2 separate regions of the Anser cygnoides genome follow, and region 1 is linked to region 2. The links are chromatin contacts, called in public Hi-C maps. All regions are on one chromosome and are shown on one strand. Each heading gives the region's core, a stretch centred on a gene start, on an enhancer-like site or on the middle of the called end of the contact. The rest is flanking DNA. Distances are from core to core; before and after follow the strand shown.

Evidence for each region. A called contact is a pair of places that touch in the nucleus more often than the background predicts.
Region 1: a Hi-C map of liver shows a contact between it and region 2, with 2.2 times the contacts expected there. The contact joins two enhancer-like sites. A contact is called at or near these places in 2 of 7 Hi-C or Micro-C datasets (both in liver).

The regions. Positions count from the first base shown.
Region 1 is chr21:2,731,839-2,737,301 of Taihu_goose_T2T_genome, forward strand. The region is part of intron 1 of LOC106039767 (a long non-coding RNA gene); the gene reads right to left. Among named protein-coding and RNA genes, the nearest start is that of CADM1, 28 kb to the left of the region's middle. Within about 2 kb of position 1,358, at least 2 of the 3 cell types and tissues checked have open chromatin away from gene starts, as enhancers often do. A contact at or near this core is called in liver, where this site is marked.
Region 2 is chr21:2,307,322-2,313,223 of Taihu_goose_T2T_genome, forward strand. All of the region lies in intron 3 of ZBTB16 (zinc finger and BTB domain containing 16), which reads right to left. Among named protein-coding and RNA genes, the nearest start is that of HTR3A, 51 kb to the left of the region's middle. Within about 2 kb of position 2,585, at least 2 of the 3 cell types and tissues checked have open chromatin away from gene starts, as enhancers often do. A contact at or near this core is called in liver, where this site is marked.

The sequences.
Region 1 (5,463 bases), core at 108-2,607, 420 kb after region 2:
CAGTGTTTACATCCTGAACTTGGCTGCTCTGTGGACAGACACCCTCACAAGTCAGGCCAGAGCTCTCACATCACAAAAACCGCTGGTTAATCACTGACCAGACACTTCCTTCTGAACAAGCGGCATCACTCCCCCAGGTTCCCCTTGCAGGTCTCACATTCCCGCTCAGGGCTGTGGAGCTGAGATCACAGCCTGGGACGGAGGGCTGCGGGGCACGTCCTCCCAGCTCCAGGCAGCTGGGGGCCCTGGGCTCCCCCGCTTCAGACTTCCCTGCAGAATACACCTGCCTGGACCGCACTGTTTATTCTGGTGAGCTTTACCTCGCCAGCCCCAATTTCTACTCTGCACTTAAAAACGCTAAGCGTAAAGCCATGAAGGGTTATAAATACCCAGAGTGCAGCCTAATTATAGCCGTGGGTTTCAGAGAATTTAGACAAACAGCATCCCAAGGGCTGGACTGCTCTGCTTGAGCACTTGGGCGGACACATCACAGGTGAAGCCCTCTTATTTCTCACATGCACGAATTTATCCTCAGGCCGAATGTTATTGCTGCTGTACTAAAACATGACGTCAATGTGAGGCAGGAAAAGCGCAAGCATACACATGGAAGGCAAAGAAAGAACAAGTAATTTGAAAAATTATGCTCATCGTGAGAGCTCTTCAAATAAAAGTATCTTGCAGAAGACAGGAAAATGTTTTGTGTGGGGAGGTGAGACGCGGTGCTTTTGCCTGAGGATGCTCAAGCCAGCAGGCCTGGGCTCTGTGCACATTTGGGTGCCTCCAGGCACCATGCCTTGGGCAGGGGTGCAGGATGCTGCTCAGTGCTCTGGCATGGGCTGCCCTCCCTCCTTTCACCACGTCCTTGTAGCCTGGAAGACCTTTGGCAGGGCCTTTCCCATCCTGCATTTATAAAGGCGGGCAGCAAGTCTGGGAGAACAAAGCCACCAGCTGACGCTGGGGAAGCAGCAGCTCTCCCCTCTCCTTTGCCACTGTCCTGCTGCAGCTGGGGCAAAGCTTTGTGCCCAAGTTTTCCCCCAGCACAATTTTATTTCCTGTCTTCTTCTGCGAAGTGTTTTGAGACCTACTTAAGTTAAGTGCCAAGTAGGAAATACTTCACTGATAACACAGGAACGTTTTGACCCAGCATCCGCCGACAAGAGAGGTGTCATATTCCTGTACTGCCGGGGTGCTCCCTGATCCAAATAAATCGGAAGCGGGCCATATTGAGTCTCACTGCAGCTTGGCTCATTGGTCTTGTCCATCTGCACAGCTCCAAAAGGAAAAGACGCCTTCTCAAGCTGCTGTACATCTTTGTGCAAAACCCTTCCTGATTTTTCAAGCTGCTTCCCTGTGCCTTCCCTCAGGGTCTCTCTACATACCACCCATGCCCAACAGCAGGGTGTTTAAGCAATGCAGCAGACCCCTAGCCCCAGTGCCTTACTGCTTTGTCCTCTCCCCAGGAAAATGGCATTTGCAGCCGTGCAGGGTGCCCCAGCTCCTGCAGAGGTGTCCTGAGCCTGGCTCTCTCCCTGCCTTGCTGCCCAGCACTGCTCTGCTCAGCCCTGCCGGTGCTCCCTCTGCTATTCTGCTCTGTGGCACGTAGTTTATTTTTCTGATGAAAGACAAAGCTCGATTTTATGTTTTTACACGAGTGTAGATGTTGGCTGACGGACTTTATCCATAGTAGTGAGGAAATTCAGACCCTCCGGCACTGGGTGAAATAACACAGTGCATGCAAACTCCATTTCATAATTGGAACCATTTGTTTGTGCAGCTCTGTGCAGGGGCACACGGGCACCAGGAATGTTTTCCTTCTCCCCAGGTTTGTTTCATGGAGCTCCAGAACCAGAGGCTGAAAGAATTTAGCAGAGTTCACGACCTCCGAAGCCAAGCAAACCCAGCGGTTCAGGAATTTGTGTGCACTGCATCGATCCACACCGTACAGGCCTTGCACCTTTCAACTCTTTGTTCAAAGAACAGTTTAATTCTCCATTTAGCTGAATCAGATCCCCTGGTCAGAGCAGCACTGTTTGGAGCAGCTCACTGATAACAAATCTGGGCATCAGATGCAGAACTGGGTGCTTTGGATCATGTTCATGCCCAACACTGTGTGCCCAATTTGTGGCCTGCCAAATTCTGAGAAATCTGAAAAAAAAATCAGCTGTATCTTACAGCAATGCCATTTCCCCACTCCTGGCTTCAGTTCTTAGAAGCCACCATTAACAATGAAATTTTTGTTATGAGAGTGAACCAAATGAGACCAGGATGCTTCAGGGGGTCCTCTGAAGCCGAAGTGGCGACCCTCAGCAGCGCCGACACACGGCTCCTCCAGGGTCCCCCAGCTCCCAAACCCAGGAGACACCCCCTGATTTCCTACAGTCAGGGCTCTCATCGCTGCAGCCTGGTGCTCTTCGCACCCCAGTCTCATCCAACGGGCAGCACAAGGTTATTTGCTGCCGCACAAGGCAACACACTTGCATGTTTCAAACCTGGCAGGCAGCTTCGGATCGTATGGTCTGACCTGCTGTAGTGGAGAGGCTACAGAACCGCGCTTGCTCTCTGCAATATGGAGCCCACACATACAAACACAAATATTTAGATAAACGATGGCTGTTTTCCAAGCACAGTATTTCTTCTCTAGCCACACCATCATTCCGAACACCGGGACACCGCTGCGCCGTGGCATTTTGGGGAGCAGGGCACAGCAGAGGGGGGGGGACGACAGCAGCCGAGCCAGCAGCTCCCCACGGCATCCCCCAATGCTGTAAGTGAAAACACAAACAAAGCAAAAGGTTGTTCTGCTTCTCAGCCTCTGAGACCATATGGAGCTGAGACATGATTGCATTATTTCTACTGTACTGCAGCAGAACGAAACAGAAAGCTGTAATAAACTACTCTCAGTATGTCCCTTAGCACAGTGCACAGAGCAAAAAAAAAAGAAAAAGAAAGAAAAAAACAGCTAAAAAGAAGTGTGCTTAAGGAACCCATGCTTCTGAAGGTGAGCTGTACTCTGAAAGCAAAGGCTCTGGAGCTCCAAGTCATACAGATTTCACAAGGTTAGATGATGAAATTTCTATGTGCTTTCTTCTCTCCACTCCCTCCCCTTCTGGGATAATTAGATTTGTGCCTGGCCAGTTATGGAGTATGATGGTTTTTTAGTATGGGCAGGCACTGGAAAGCTATTTATAGAGAAGAACACAAAATGAATTTGTACAGGATTGGTGTAAACAGGGTGCTCCAGTGGGCCCAGATACAGCCGATGGATAGCACAGATGCTGTTCTTACTCCCCAACGCAGAGGGGTCAGTGCCAGAAGCAAAAAGAGGAAAATCATGAAATCGCTGTAATTTACTTCTGCATACTACTAGAATGTATAGGACCCATGAAAAACAGATGATTTAGCTAATAGTTCAACTCTTGCACCTGCTGAATGGGCAATATCAGACTAGAGAAGCAATTAAAATCTTGAGACAGATACAAAGCCAGAGACGATTCTTCCAAACTTCAGTATTACTTTGCATCAGCCACAAACGCTCATGCCAAAGTACCAGAATGAATCTTAAACTCACAGATGCCTCCACATGAAACAGCTTTAAACTCATCTTTCCCCATCCTCTCCACTCAGAAAAAAAACCCCAACATTCAGATCAAGAGAAATGTCATTGCCAAAGCCAGTCACAGGAAGGGATGCCTCAGTACACGGGATACAGGAGCCAGCTAACAATTCCAAGTCCTCCTCCAAGAAAGCAAGCTGCTTGCAAACAGATTTGCACGTAGCGTGTGTGCAGGGCCGGGGGGGGGTGGGAATATCTGTGAGATTACTCATTCAGGAGACATTCAAAGTTAACCATTTCGCTATGTTCCGCAGCAGTGCAAAGCCACCCAGCTCTTTCTCGGAGGCTGGATGTGGTGGAACCGCCAGGACCACGGTGCCTGAGCTCACTGGCCCTGCTCAGCACCAGGACCCTCGGCTCCACCGCAGGGCTCACCCACCCAAACCAGCCACAGGGATCAGCTGCAGCAGACAAGGAGACAATCGTGTGTGCACGCTGTCCTCCCGCATGGGGTGCGGGCGTGGGCACCACAAGCCATGCAGTTTTGGTGCAAGCCCAGCACCCACAGGCTTCGAAGCGCCTGCCTGACTTCTCAGCCTGCCTGTACTAAGTCACTGTTCATGAGTGAAGAGGACATCGCTCCTGGGGACCCCCAGGAGGAAATCAGCTGAAAGTCAGCTCTGCTTGCTACAGCACCAGCTGTTCCTGCTGATGAGCCCTCAGAGGCCTCCATGGGCTGTAACACGAGCAGTACAGGATAAAACAGTTGTCCACCATCCCAGCAGGATTTAGCCCCATCCCCTGCGTCCCCACTGCCAATTAAACAGCTTCATGCCCGGGAAGCCCCCTGCAGCCCGTCCCGGCGAGCATGCTCCTGTTTGTGGCAGAGCCTCTGAAGTCCTTGGCCAACCTTCAGAGTGCCTGAGCACAGCAATCACAGCGGTGCAGCCTGGGCGAGTGGATCACCCTCCCGTCCCAGGGATGGAAGTTTATGAGGCTGTGGCCCACATCAGAGTTATTGTGCTGTGTTAAATTTATTGGTACTATCTCACCTCATTAAATACTTAAATAGACCTGACAAGACAGAAAAATGGGACTTTTTAAAAAAACGAACAGGAAGCTGGTGTTCACATGTTTTGAGTCACCTTTAAGGCAACAGCCTGCACTTCAGGGAAGGACGGGGCGCAGGAGCGAGCCATGGGATGTTTTACAGCCTGGCACTCACTGCCCAGAGAGCCCTGTCCCTAGAGGAAAGGCTCCAGCATTCGCTCCTGACAGCCCCCCAGAGCAGCCCACATCGTTTCTACCGAAAGGCTGGCACAAGGAAAGGCAGGACCCAGGGCACTGAACTCCTCGTGGTGTGAGCTGAGCCGTCCCCCTGCGCGCAGCCCACAGCAGCCTCTGCCAGCATCCAGCCCCGCATGCTGCAGCCCTACCAGGTGGCTACTCGAGACCTTCAGGGGGGATTATTTAAAGCCTCCATTTGTTCTGTACTCTTAACCTTCACTACAATTACCTGCCTGGTTTACTCCAGAGCCTTTTCTCTGCTTTGCTGGCACAGAGACGGGGTTGCTCAGAGCGCCCTGCTGCAGCCGTGGGCTGGGGCGGGCAGCAGGGAGCCTGCCGGTGCAGCAGCACATCCCTCCTGCTCCAAACAGACGTAGCACTGCACTTAATTTTGATTTAGTGGGACAGCTACAGTATAATGGCTGCAGGAGACCATTATCCTGTGACAATGTTCTGTTCCGTTGTTATTGCTTCATTAATTAAGTACCAATTGACTATTAATTGCAGGAGATATTTATTATGGGAGAGAATCAGTTACCAAGCAGTTAAAGGTCAATAAGAGGTTCAGCCCATCGGTTGGTATTTATCCACACTCTACACCTACACGCTGTGTTCAGAGAAAT
Region 2 (5,902 bases), core at 1,335-3,834:
GTTCTGCTAGTTCCAAATAACAGCATAACACACAAATATACTATTGACGTTGTGCTGCTCTTTCATTTTAAGCAGTTGCTTGCCAAGAAGAAATTAAATATTTGTTTTCAAAAAATCATTAAACATCAATGACTTTCATTAGAGTTGTAACTGATCTAATTTTAAACGGTTTCCTGCCCCTTCCTATTGTAGCAGTTGTTACCAGTATCAGAGGATGAGAGGAAAGAGAAGGCAGAACCATCTGATAAGAAACGTGGCAGAAACAACACAATTTAGTGAGAAGCACAGATACCTCTTTGACTGAGAGAGAGATGTGGTATTCAGGGGAATTCTTAGAAAATCACTATCAACATGTGCCGCGTGTGGCGGGTCAGAGGCGCTAGTTAGAACAAGGAAAAAAAACAGGATGTCTAACAGCAGATAAGTAACTTCCAGATAAAACTAGATTAACAATGCGTACTATCTCCAGCGCATATGCTGCCAGGACAAAGCTGTGAGCGCATTTGTTAGATTTTGAAGTTCGATTCAGCTGTTGCGAGAATCTACGCGTGGACCAGAGCACGAGGAGCAGCCTTCGAGGTGGCAGGAAGGGGAAGAAGCGGAGAGCTGCGCCCCGGGTCCTCGCTGAGCCCCGCGGCCATGCCCGGAGCTCCGGCCCCATGGCCCCTCCACATCGCGGCCCAGAACCGAGCCCCTGGCTCCTCCCTGCGTGCGGATGTGCAGTGGTGAAACAAAAGGAGACACGGAGAGAGACGGAGGTATCACGAGATCCATTAACAAGAGAATTCCTTCGTCTTTAAATTGTCTTAGTAACGGCTGGCTCACAGGCAGAAATATTTGGCAGCAGTGAAATTAAAAGTGATAAATTTTCTCGCCAAGCTTTGATCGATAATAGAGGTCTCATCTGTTAATCAATAAGACAGTCTGCCTGTTTACTGTGCATATGTTGTTCTCTGCTGCCTTCGCTATGATGTCAAGTTTGCATTCAAAACAACTCAAGTGTGCATAAACCACATGGCTGTTCGCAAAAAAATAAATAAGAAGGTGCATTTTGGTGACAGCATGGGGTGACCGCGGCCCCGCTCCCACGTGCTGGGGGTTGTGTGGTGACCGGGCACCCGCACCCCACTGCGGGGACCCCGATGCCAGCTGCCCCCTCCCTTCGCCAAAGGACGGCTGTAATAATGAGCAGGGTTCTATTACCGGCATAATTGGAGAGGTCACTGCTGCTTGGGAGCCATCACCGGCCGTCATGCCAGAGCCAGCTCAGGATGTTTTGTTCCTGGATCAGTGACCCATAAGGCCAGCGGGACCCTGCAACGCTTTTGTTTTTTAATTTCATTTTTCCTCAGAAGTGTGTGCTGTGTGCAACACCCAGGGCCGCACACCTGGGAGGGCGCAGAGCTGGAGGGAAGCACGGGACCAGTGCTCCCATGTCCTCCCCACCCAAACCGTGCATGGGGATGAGGACGCAGCACCCCTGAGATGCAGCAGCCCGGTCGCTGCCCGAGTGTCCAGCCCTGAAATCCCCACTGGTAAACGATGGGGACTCAGAAGCACACAAAGTTTCAAAACCTCCTTGCTGAGCCCGTGACCGCAGCCCCGTGACCGCCCGGCCCACCTGCAGATGCCCACAGCCTGGCCGATGGGGCGGCCGAGCACCCCACAAGGCTACGTGCACACAGCAGGAAGGGGAGGCTGGGCAGTGCCCGCCCCAGCAGCAGTCGTACTGCCAGGACCACGGCCGGGGGGGCTCCGTGTGCGGGGCAGCCTGCCCGGACACCCACGGGACCCCGATCAATAGGGCTGCGGCCGCCCGCCCCTCCCCGGCAGCCTCCCGGCGCAGATGATGTACAGCAGGCAGTTGCCAAGGCAATGACTCTCCATCGCCACTTTAAGCTCTCCGAGACCCACTGCTGTGAAGCATAATCCATAAGGTTACATCAACCTGATGCAGCAACAAGTTTTCCCCGTGTAGAGCAGCTGAACCAGCCGCAGGTGCACCGGCACCGATCCTGCTGCGACGCGCCCCGCAGGGCACCAGGGCTGGGGCTGTGCCGAGCGGGGTTTTGGCTCGGCCGTACCCTCCCCACATGGGGCCGGGACGTCGTGGGCACTGCTCCTGCTGCAGCAGAGCCACGGTGGGGACAGCCTAGAGCAGGGGCTGGTCCCCGGCTCCAACGTGATGCTGCTGGATCGGGGACACCGGCCCCAAGCAGAGGCAACGCTGGGCAGGGGGGGTCCTGGGCTGGGTGCTCGTGCAGGTGGGGGCGAGCTGGGGAGGTGCCCGGAGCGCAGAAACAGCCCTGAGAGATGCGAAGCAACGAATCACGAGGTGCTTGCCAGCAGCTGACCAGGGGGTGGGGAGGGCAGGGGGACAGAAAAATTCCTTGAGATTTTAAAATAAACAGGGTGAATGTTCTGATGAGATATGCATGCTTGGTTACATAAGGAAGTACAGAGTGTACCAAAACAGCATACCCAAAAAAAGCATAAGCTGTCAGAACAATAAGTACAGACATGGGGCATTTTACAACAGGCTATGCTGTACAGTTTTATTTACAGTACCTCTTATCAGTCAGGGAACAGCACGCTGCCTGCCAATTTCCAAAGGCCAGGACTGTGTGTTCTTTCACTCAAGTAGATGTGTACTCCAGGCAGGGAATTTTTTTTAATCAACAAAACAAAAACTGATCCTGAGCCAGAATTCCTGTAATGTACACACGCTCAGAGGAGAGGAGGAGGAGAGAGTACGGCGATTGAATATGTAAATAGTTCAAGGTTAATTTTACTATGTGAGTCACCAGGAAAAATGTCATCCAACATCTGAGCTTATTATAACAGTGCTTAGAAAAAACAGTTAGATGTTTGTTAGAGGGAGCATGACATATTTGAAAGCAGTACATCAAGAGGCTGTGTCAGGGCTTTTTTTTGTTGTTGTTGTTGGCTTTTTTCTCCCTCTCCTCTCCCCCTCCCCCCCCTTTTTTTAATAACACCCATAGAAACTATTAGTCTATTAAAATGTAAACAGAAGTTTTGGGAGAGTATTTTTAGCTAGTGGCTTGTATTGCCTACAGTACATAGATATCTTCAGATGATCTTCCCAACGGGATGGGACTTAACGTGCTGCCAAGTATCAGCTGTGTTTCGGAGCATGCCTTGTAATTGGCACACAAGTCTCCGCCGTACATTTATATCTGTACGAGCAAATTTATAGCTCCTGCCTAATAAAGGTCTTTGCAGCAAAAGGCTAGCGTAAACACGCAAGGAGCAGCTCACTCACCACCGCATGGCTCGGCACGGAGCAGGGAAGTGGCCAACAGGCGCTTTTTGAGCTTTTTCGGCCCTTCTTTTCCTCACTGGACAGGTTTTTCCTCCCTGTGGGGCTAAGCCTGCTCGTGCCGTGACATGGGGATGAATGATGCTTACTTTAATGACACAGCATGAATGATGTGCTCAGCTTCTCGGAAATTAGATCCCTGAAACGGCAACCTCGAGAGCTCCTTGCAAGCCCCCTCTCCCCACCAGGGTGGATGTGGTGCCCAGGGCTTGCAAGCCCAGGTTGGGGCTGTTCCCCCAGCTCGGGGCTTTGCCCCACATCCATCACCCACCAGCCAGCCACAGATGCCATGTATGCCGCGCTGCTGTTCGACCCCTTTTTCTGCAGCATTCTCCCAAAAAGCCTCAGGCTGCACGTCTACCCTAGCACCAGAACCAGGCGGCATGCCCCGGCCGTGCTGAGCCCGTGGGCACCCTACCTGCTGTGCCAAGGGCACACAGAAACCGCCGACCCCAGCCCTCGCTATTTTTAATCCATTTAAAAGAAAGAATAGCTTCTTTCAGACTCCCCTGGGCATTTACCCTGCGAAACGTGGAGACAATTGATCAACTGCCAGCTGTCTGGCTCAACTTTTCCTGTGGAATACAGCAAACTGCAAGCCTTAGTGCTGGGCTGCATCTCCTGCACCTCAAAGGCTCGTCGCGGTGAGGCAATGCCCCAGGATGGCTCTAAGCTGTCAGGAAAAGGCTCGGTGGACCTGAAAAAAGAGCTATTCTATTTTTAGTCACTATCAACCCTCATAATACTTCCCAACGCCCATTCAGTTTAATTACTTTATTGAGGACAAGAAGTAGGCTCTCCAGTTTTAACGCCTGTGATGTTAGGAAGTAGTAAAATGTTCTAACTGGTTAAAAATGACACTCGTCCGCTTGCCTTTGGTGTTCCCAAGACCGTAATTGTGGCCCGGGCAGCAGGTCTGAAGCTGCTGGGCCACTCTGAAGCTTTGATTTCCCCCTCCTGTACCGTAATTGAGGTGTTGCGTTACAAGTGCAGCGGTGACGTTTCCAGAGTCAGGGAAAAACAAACAGACAGGGACAGATCGGTGTCCCCGCCGCTGCCCGCCCTCGCTCCGTCCTCCCACCGGCTGCCTCGTGCCGCGGCGTGGGTTGTGCGAGGGGCCGGGGGTGCCCCGTTCCCACCCCGCTCTCAGGCACAACCACCCCACCTCCAAGCGCCCCCCGCGAGCCCTTGCTAGGTGCTCAGCTACCTACGCAAACCTGCCTCTTCTTCGACAGCAGACAAGCCATGCCTCATTAACCTTCCAAACTAATTTTACAATTTACTAAACCACTGTTTTCCTGTGCCCATTTAACCGTCCCTGACTGTGATAAACTTTTATGGGGCTGGTGGCCAAGAGAAAGACGAAAGGAGGCTGAGGCAATGGGGAGAACAACTTCAAAAATACAAATGGCAACCCACATACTCCCCCCAAAAAAGAACGAAAGGGAAAAAGAAGAGGAGGCGCGAATACCCTCCCAAGGAGCAGGCTGGACAGCGTGGCCAAGGGGAACGAACTGGAGCCATGCCCTGCGGATGCCCACAGGCGCTCGGCACGTGCGTCACGGGGAGAGGTGGCGGGCACGGAGCCCTTGCAGGGTCCTCCTCGGGGACGGGGCGGGCGCGCCAAGACGAAGCATCGCCCACATTTCTGCCCAGCAGCACAACGCATTCACCCAAAAAGCACGGTGAGGCCAAAGGATGGGCACAAAGGGGCTCAACCCAAGCAAACATATCACCGCTGTTTTGAGACAGAAAACAGGAGAAGCAATATTTGCCTGCACTGCACCTCCAGGAGGGTCATCAGACAGGACTGGCACGCTGACAAGAACCCTTCGACCCTTTCCAACTGTAACATCTATAACGTGTGGTCTGAAGTCACAACCCTGCAAGTATGATACAGAATTTATTCTGGTCCCCTCCCCCAAGCACAAGGGATTAATAAAAATTTGAGATTATATATTATTAAAATGCTGTAATTGGCAAGAAGGTGGAGAGAGGGAAAAATATGGATTAAAAAAAGTGCCAAGTAAATTTATGCACTGTCGTCGCTTTACTACCTAATTAATTCAGTAATTTCAAAAACAATTTTATTTATGTTCCATTTACCACATCAAAAGTGCAAAGAAAAAAAACCACAGTGATGCTAAAATAATACCTCAAGGCATCTATTTTTAATCAGTAAAAAAAAAAATAAATAAAAAATCCAAGCCCTGGTTTCTATACAATCTCTCTTGGGCAGACCACCAACTCTAAGAGAGAGAAAACAGCCGAGCCCTCTGTGAGTGCCTTCCTGGCTGCCGAAAACAGAGCTTGTCAAAAAAAAACAAATCCATAATGGCCTGAGGCTCCTCTCCAATCTATTTTCTGCTCAGCTGGTTTTAAATGAAGTTATTATGAGTCATTAAAACACCCGCAAGCCTGTGGAAGTCAGCCAATTACAATTTTAAATTTAGCCTGTTCTCTACCCCATTCTCTTGTTTTCTTCTTTTGCCCACATAAAGCTGCTTTTTTATTATTATTATTATTATTTCCCTTCTCCCCTATTTCACTCAAGTGGAAGAG